2 separate regions of the Gossypium hirsutum genome follow, and region 1 is linked to region 2. A link is a contact called in public Hi-C data. All regions are on one chromosome and are shown on one strand. Each heading gives the region's core, a stretch centred on a gene start, on an enhancer-like site or on the middle of the called end of the contact. The rest is flanking DNA. Distances are from core to core; before and after follow the strand shown.

Evidence for each region. A called contact is a pair of places that touch in the nucleus more often than the background predicts.
Region 1: a contact with region 2 is called in a Hi-C map of leaf, with 2.5 times the contacts expected there. The contact joins the promoter of LOC107954340 here to the promoter of LOC121203339 in region 2. A contact is called at or near these places in 2 of 34 Hi-C or Micro-C datasets (both in leaf).

Annotation. Positions count from the first base shown.
Region 1 is chrD07:18,193,530-18,198,045 of Gossypium_hirsutum_v2.1, forward strand. It overlaps LOC107954340 (60S ribosomal protein L7-4), which reads left to right and starts at 2,428. Exons shown (of 7, transcript XM_016889872.2): 1 at 2,428-2,615; 2 at 3,031-3,209; 3 at 3,302-3,399; 4 at 3,477-3,534; 5 at 3,777-3,856; 6 at 3,949-4,051; 7 at 4,246-4,516. The coding sequence starts at 3,033. The coding sequence ends at 4,461. LOC107956686 (a long non-coding RNA gene) reads right to left here and starts at 931. Exons shown (of 3, transcript XR_001700200.2): 1 at 857-931; 2 at 544-607; 3 at 299-379.
Region 2 is chrD07:17,941,265-17,945,329 of Gossypium_hirsutum_v2.1, forward strand. LOC121203339 reads right to left here and starts at 2,118. Exons shown (of 7, transcript XM_041096825.1): 1 at 1,776-2,118; 2 at 1,031-1,227. The coding sequence starts at 2,118. It overlaps LOC107956068 (pentatricopeptide repeat-containing protein At1g62914, mitochondrial), which reads right to left and starts at 3,433. Exons shown (of 2, transcript XM_041097637.1): 1 at 343-3,433. The coding sequence starts at 2,935. The coding sequence ends at 2,180.

The DNA of each region.
Region 1 (4,516 bases), core at 1,178-3,677, 250 kb after region 2:
TATGTGCACATATATATATAACTCTCATACAACCAACCAAATTCAAGTATATATACATATAGATACATATATAATTATTTGAATATATATATACCTTTATACCATTCATACTTTAACTTTATTCAAATATTTATATAAGCATATACCTATATATTCGAACATTGTATATACATATTTATACCATTTATAATTTGAATTTATTCAATTAAATTACTTTTAATTATAGCTCAACAACAAACATAATAGATATACATACATATATATTGATTTGATAACATTAAATAGCTGATAGACTTACCTCGGATATTAGCAGACACGATCGACTATTCGATTACTTTCGTTTTTCCCCGATCCAAATTCGTTTTCTTTGTTTCTTGATCTAAACATAATCAAATTTAACCTTTTTATTCATCAAAACATTCAATTAAGTCCAAAAATACATAAATGGAAAAATTACCATTTTACCCCTAACATTTTGCACTTTTTGCAATTTAGTCCTAATACAAAAATACACCAAATACACAAAATTTATCAAAATCATACCTTAGCCGAATCTTCCAATGGTCCCTAGTAGCCCATATATTTCATTTATTTCACATTTAAGCCCCTAAATTTTCAAATTCCACAATTAAATCCCTAATTTGGATTTTTTTTTATAAAAAATCACTTAATTAAACATGATAATCAAACATCAAAGATTTATTTTTCATCATCAAACAATAAATTCCTCACATTATCAACAATGGCAAATCTCAAATTCATCATCAAATCCAAAAATTAAAGCATGGGCTAGGTAATATACAAAGCAACGATCTCAAAAACGTAAAAATTATTGAAAACCAAACAAAATCCACACCTCAATTTGAGCTTCAAAGTGCCGAATCTTTAAAGCTTTCAAATGGTTCTTTTTCTCTTCAATATTCGGCCAAAAGATGAACATGCATGGCCCTTTTAATTTGTTATATTAAGCATATATTAGCCTTATTTTTAATTTACTATATTAACCTTTATATATATATATATGACATATATAATAAGGTTACATTAGTCCTTTGCCACCCACTAACTTACATAGTGGACTATTTGCATAATGAAACCTCTAAGTTATAAAGACAACAACAATTAGGTTCTTTTATAATTAACCCCTAAATTTTCATTTTACGCGATTAAGCCCTTTTATTAAATCGGACACTTAAACGACGAAATTAAAACACGAAAATTTCACACAATCAAATGCACACAAAATAAACACACAAAATAATATTAAAATATTTTTTTGACTCGGACTTGTGGTCCCGAAACCACTATGTCCGATTAGAGTCAAAACCGGGTTGTTACAGAAATTATAGTCTTTTATAATTTAGGCGCTTTAATGGATTTGAATACCCTCACACTAGAGAAGATTGTTACTTTCTCACCAAAAAAAAATCAAAGGATGACATGGTGATAAAAATTCTATAGGTTTTAAGTATTTGAAAAGATGAAAATTAAATTTCTAAGGAGGTGAATTTTATTATTAATTTTCAACAACACAAAGATTCGATTTTTTCAAATACAAGCTATAAAAAAAGAGAAAAAAGACAATTAGTATAAGAGAAAAAATAAGAGAAATTTGATAATTTACTTGTTCAACTTCTCAAATTTGTCATTTTGAAATTTTTAAAAAATATGTATATAATTTAGCATTTTTATATATTTTAAAGATTTTGTTAGGTCCGAAAACACAAAGAGGGGGATGAATTGGTATTTTAAAAATCTCTACAAACTTTTCTAAATGATAAGAAAATGGAAGAAAAACTTGAATAATTTAATTCGTAGTGGTTCGACCCTAATTGGATCAGGCAAGGGGTGTTACAAGTAAAGTATGAAACAAATATATTTATTAAAAAATTAGATAAAAACCAATTGATGCTTTGGCTATAATGGCGAACTTAATTATTTATCATGTATGGTGTTATGGGTTCAAATTTCATTATGATCAAACTTTTATTGATTTATTATATAAAATGTTAAAAACATCCTAATAAAAATATAACTTAATTTGTACATGAAAGGGTATTTAAGTGATTTCATAATTGAATTGATATCTGGTTGACTCATGACATCAACTTAATAAAATAACTACAAAAAATTATTGTAACAAATATATTTTTTTAAAAATTCGCATAAAAATCATAATGATAAAGTTAATTATTTATCATGTATGATATTTTGAGTTTAAATATCGTTAAATAAATTTTTTATTGATTTATTTATATAAAAAACAAAAAAATTACTCATAAAAGTACAACTTAATTTGTATATAAGATGATATTTTAGTAATTTACTAGGGAACACCGATTCAGTAAAAGCACAAGTATAGATTTGAGGAAGAAAATAACAAAAAGATTATATCCAAAAATTACTCTGAAACTAGGATTTCGTTCAAAAGCATTGGGCCGCATTTTAGGTTGGATCATTGTAACAATCCAAGTTTCATTCAAACAAAAGCCCAAATCCAATCACCTAAAAACCCTAGAGACCGGAAATCAATCACTATATTAGTTTGTAAAAATTTCCGCAAACCCTAGATCCTCTTCATCTGCCGCATCTCAGTCCCTCCGCAGTTCACTGAGGTAAGCATCCGCTCCACTTTCTGGCAAACCTCCAAGAACTGTAATGAAGGAACACCGATTTCTATGCAATAAACTGTAATATTTTTGGTTAATTGTTCTGTTTTGCTTGAATATTTATCAATCAATTGTTCGGATATGTATTGGTTTTCTTATATTGTCAGTGAAATGGCAAGGTACTGTGTTTAATTTCCATTTCTTTAACAATTAATTGCTCGTTAGAGGAAAATGGGTTTTCCTTCGCACTTATTTTCTAGTTTTCGTCTATCGATGAGCTTGGTTTAGATAACCCATTTCGTTGTTTCTATCTTTTTGTTTATGTTTCGAGGTTTTTTTTTTCTTTTTCTTTTAGAACTGTTAGATATGTAGAATTTGTTTGTTTTCTGATTGGTTTTGATTTGATAATGCCGTGGACTAGAAATGGGTGAGGAAGTTAAGGCTGTGGTTCCTGAGTCACTCTTGAAGAAACAGAAGAGGGCTGAAGAATGGGAGCTTGCCAAAAAGCAGGAGCTTGAAGTTTCAAAGAAGAAGAAAGTCGAGAACCGCAAGCTGATTTACACTAGGGCTAAGCAGTATGCAAAGGAGTACGAGGCTCAGGTAAATTTGTTCTGTTTTTGTTTTTGTTTAATTTGATTTGATCAAATCTTAAAAGCTTTGGAATCTTATTGTTTCTGGTCTACAACCGACAGGAAAAAGAGCTGATTCAATTGAAGCGGGAGGCAAAGTTGAAAGGGGGATTCTATGTAGATCCAGAAGCTAAACTCTTGTTCATCATCCGAATCCGTGGGTATGTGATTATTGTGGTATTATATTTGTATATGAATATAAATTACTAAATTGTAACATGTTAATGCTTGTTTTCAGTATCAATGCCATGCACCCAAGAACAAGAAAGATCTTGCAGCTATTGCGTTTGAGACAGGTAACCTATCAAATGTTTTCCAATACCAAGAGAATACAGATTATGAGAATTGTTTCCTGCATTTCCAATTTTCTCTGTTGCAATGTTGCATGTGTTCCCTTCGAGGGGTGACGTTTGTTGTCTAATTGAAATAACTGTTCTCTTTTGATATAATATTGGTATTACATTTGCTGGTTGTTGAAACTGTGTATTTTGTCATTTGGATAGTGAAACTCAAAATCGATGGTTTGTATCCATTACAGATTTTCAATGGTGTTTTCCTTAAAGTGAACAAGGCAACAATGAACATGCTTCATCTGGTCGAACCTTATGTGACTTACGGGTATATTTTTACCTTCCTGCTTCGTGGCTTTTTGTATTTAGTAGTTACACATGCTTTACATACCTTATTTCTCAGTTGTCTATGCTTTGTAGATACCCTAATCTCAAGAGTGTGAGGGAATTGATTTACAAAAGAGGTTTTGGGAAGTTGAACAAACAGAGAACTGCTTTGACTGACAACGCAATCGTGGAGCAGGTCTGTATCTTCTTTCATTCACTGAGTTTTATATTGGTATTAAACTATGTTGCTCCAACTTGTCATTATGATTCTTCAAATATATGGAAATAACTTGGAAAATATTGAGCATTCCCATGTTGGACACAAACTTTTATCCAACCGAGTTGAGTAACATAGGTACCGAAACATTTACTAAGCTATACTGGTGACAGGCTCTGGGCAAGTTTGGCATCATCTGTGTGGAAGATCTCATCCATGAGATCATGACTGTGGGACCTCATTTTAAGGAGGCCAACAATTTCCTCTGGCCCTTCAAGCTCAAGGCGCCTTTGGGTGGTCTGAAGAAGAAGAGAAACCACTATGTTGAAGGAGGAGACGCTGGCAACCGTGAGAATTACATCAATGAGCTAATTCGGAGAATGAATTAGACGTTGGTTTTATTTGTTAATTCAGTATTTTTGGTTTGTTTTGAAGGGTCCTGAA
Region 2 (4,065 bases), core at 868-3,367:
TTAAAGTATAGATCACTTCCTTGACAGCAGCTATAGTAAATGCAATTTTTTAGGATAATACCCTATATATAAACTAAAGAAGGATGGGAAGGGTATCTCCGAGAAGTCCCCCTCGGAAAGATGCTAACAAGGCTAAAAAGAGGCACAACCGAACTAGAAAGAGGAAAACAAAAATGCACAAAAAGATGAAGAAAACAAAAGGAGGTTGTTTATAAAAAGAGATAAATTCAAAAGTTTATTGTGTGAATGGACTCCTAAGAAACTATAGGATATACGATTTCATGGCTTAGTCCATATCTTCAACAAACAGAAAGAGTATTTGCAGTCAATATCTCCACTTACCAGAAGCCTTTTGGTTGAATGATGTTAGCTTAATATAACTGATTTTGGGGTAGTTCTTTTCCGAACCAGGACCTTCGCATAGCCTTGATTTTACAGGATTCAGTGAAATCTTTGCTCACCTAGAAAGTTGCAGTCGCAGATGGGTCAATCTTAAATCTCTCACAAAAGAGGTATAAAAGAATGACAAAATACATATTCTCATATTCTACCTCACCTAATTTGGAATGCATAATAACAATAGCATATTTTCAAATGCTGAATTAATTAATATTGGTAGAACTTCGGATATAGTTACTAATATATCAAGTTCAAATACATCATAAGATATTCAAATGAAACACTTAACTTATGTAAGAGCTAAGTGCTTTATTTCGGGTCTGGTTTGAACTGTTAATTCCACAGAACTTCCTTCTGGTCCCCTGTAGTTTATTCAAAAAGACGAGCATAACAGTAAACAACTGAAAAAGAATGTATAAACCGACGCATTAGCAAAGAAAACGGAATGAAAGATCTATGTATGGCTCTGCTGAATAGATATATCTTCACCGATAGTAACACGCTTACTGCAATCTGTCTGCTGCATCATAGACATATTCATCTAATGATCAAAGGTTTCCATCATTTCAAAATGGCAATAATGGTTCATTGCATAGGAAGAGAGCAAAATGTGCGGAAGAAGAAAGGTTGCCTGCAGATAAACCGAATAATCACAACAAGCAGGGACCTCTAGAGGAGAAGAAGACTTGTGCTCGTCAGCTGAGTCTTCAGTATCGAAGAGGCAAAGTATTAGCAGCATGTCATTCTCTGTTCCCCAGTCTTGTTCTTCGTCCGATGGCAGGCCTATGCTGGAGTGTGAATCGCCTGATATGAAGCGATCGTGAGAAGCTGCAAAGTTCGATATACTTGTGGTTCTTGCTGTTTATCTGTCTGATACATTGGATTAAGGCAGCCAGCAAAGTTAAGCCTTCGACGTTGAGCCTGGGGTGTCACGAAATATGCTCACTATAGATAGATATATAAGTTGAAATAATGTGTTTTAAAGTAGATGAGCATTACAAATCATGGGATGATATATTAATCAGCCATTACCAACAACAATATGTAGTTTTCTGCAATAAATGAGCAAAACTTAGACTATATTTGTATGAAATTTGAGGCTTGATTTCAAATGAAAAAGATTATGTCCCAGAATAGCTTTTCCATGCGTCTGAGAAGTGAAACACGGTGTATAAGATTTGTTTCATTCATCCTTAATCTTCAAAGTACATCATCAACTAAACTGATTATATACAAGTGTTTATGAACAAACTGATTCAAATTTACAAGTGACAATCATGTGAAACATTTCAGATCAAGATAGATTCACCAGATTGTAAGATGTGATCCAAAAATAAGTTGGAAGTGTACAAATCTGCCGAAAAGCCGTTACCGACCATTTCCGTAAGAAGTTGTGGTATAGTCATTTCGAAAAAATCCCCGGATCATTACATTATAACAGCAACTGTTAGGCAAACAATCATTATCTCCCATGCTCTTAAACAACCGGTATGCTTCATCTGGCAATCTCTCTTTACACACTCCATTAATAATTATGCAATATGTATAAACGGTGGGTTTTAGACCACTGACTGAGAGTTGACAAAATAATTCCTTTGCAACTTCGATATGCCCAGCTTTGCACAAGCCATCAATTAGGATGGTATAAAAGATGGTATCGAGTTGCCAGATTTGGAACTTGTCCAGAAGCAAGCATCTTTCTCCAAAGTTCATATGCATTTGAAACTCTCCTTAACTGAAACATACCTTGCATCAGAGTGTTGTATGTGACAACATCAGGCTAAATGCCTTGCTTTCTCATTCTGCCAAAAATATCTTCAGCTTCAGAAACCATACTATTCTTGCAAAGTGAATCCATCAATATATTATACGTGATAACATTAGGTTCAGCGCCTTGCTTTCTCATCGTGCAAACAATAAATTCAGCTTCAGAAACCATACCATTCTTGCAAAGCGAATCTATCAATGTACTATACATGACAACATTAGGTTCGATGCCTTGCTTTCTCATCACGTCAACAACAACTTCGGCTTTAGAAACCTCCCCCATCTTGCAAAGAGTATCGATGAATATACCATATGTGACAACATTAGGCTTAATGCCTTGCTTTGTCATTATGCCAACAATATCTTCGGCTTTAGATATCATTCCTTGCTTGCAAAGCGCATCGATCAATATACTATATGTGACGACATTAGGCTTAATGCCTTGCTTTATCATTTCGAAGAAGAGATCATGAGCCTCCTTTAGCAAGCCCTTCTTACAAAGACAGTTAAGGACAGTGCTATATGCTACAACATCAGGTTCGAAACCTCTTTCTTCCATCATCCTTAGATACCTAATAGCTCCATCAGTATTCCCAGTTTTACACACCCCATCCAGTACTGTAGTGTAAACAATTAAATCAGGTTGATACCCTTTCTCAATCATTTCATCAAACAAACTCACAGCCTCAAAAATCTTACTTCGATTACAAAGTCCCCTAATCAAAGTGGAAAAAGTAACAACATCAGGTTTAACACCTAGCTTCAACATTTTGCCCACAACTGAAAACCCAGAATCAATTCGATCAAGTCGACAAAAGCAATTAATCAAGATGTTGAAAGAATAATCATTCTAACAATGGCTCTTAATAATTTAGTGAATTCAACAATGGAAGGCTTCGGGTGCTCCACAATCATCTTGTGAAACAAAGTCAGAGCATCATCAACATTATTGAAGCGAGGATAGGATTTTCGATTGTCCCTCACAGACATTGAATTCTCACTTAAAGCTTCTATGTGGGTAGAATGTAATTAAAATAAGGAGAAAAAGACGAGTGGAGCTTAGAAAGGTTCCTTCCACCATTAACAGCTGAAGCAAGAAGCAGACCCATATCTTGCAATTACAGGGAAAACAAGAGCTAAGCTTTGAAAAGAAACCCCATAAATGGCGGCGGCGGCTGAACTAGCAGAAGAATACTATACTCCGTTTAAAGGCTCCAAAATTGTTTGTTTGTTTGTGCACCAAAAGTGGAGGGAGAGTAGGGTGGGTTTTGTTTGTTTGTGTTCCTTACTCGCTGATCTTATTTGCATAAGTCTTCATATATTATTTGTTTTTTTTTTCAAAATTAAATATTTATATTTGGATTTTAAGTTATTATCCAGAATTTAAAATTTTTAATTTTGATATGTAAGCGAAGGCAACAATGGCAGTGGCAGTAAGAGAAGCGGAAGATAAATTCTCACAATCAAATTGATATTTGAAGGTTAATTTTTTAAAATTATGATTAAATTGATCTCATGTGTAAATGTTAAAAGGGTTAAATTTTAAATGTCACACGAGTAAAATTTGAGGGAAACTAATGTGGGTAGGGAAACTAATGTGTAGATATTAAGGATTAAATTTTGAATGTCACACCACCTTTTCAAGTTAGCGTTTGATCAAACCGAGTGAAAATATTTTGAGCATAAGCCCTTTTATGTGTGAGAGAGCAAAATTTGAGGGAAACTAATGTGGATAGGATATTTAAATAATTTCACCATTATCTGTGCTTCGGAGTTTTGTTTGTTTGTTCTACTAAGCTTACTTATTTAACGAAATTAGGTCACGGATCTTATTTGTAGAAGCCTTAATATATTATTTGTTATATATTTTTTTTTCCTCCATTTTTTTATTGAGAGAAT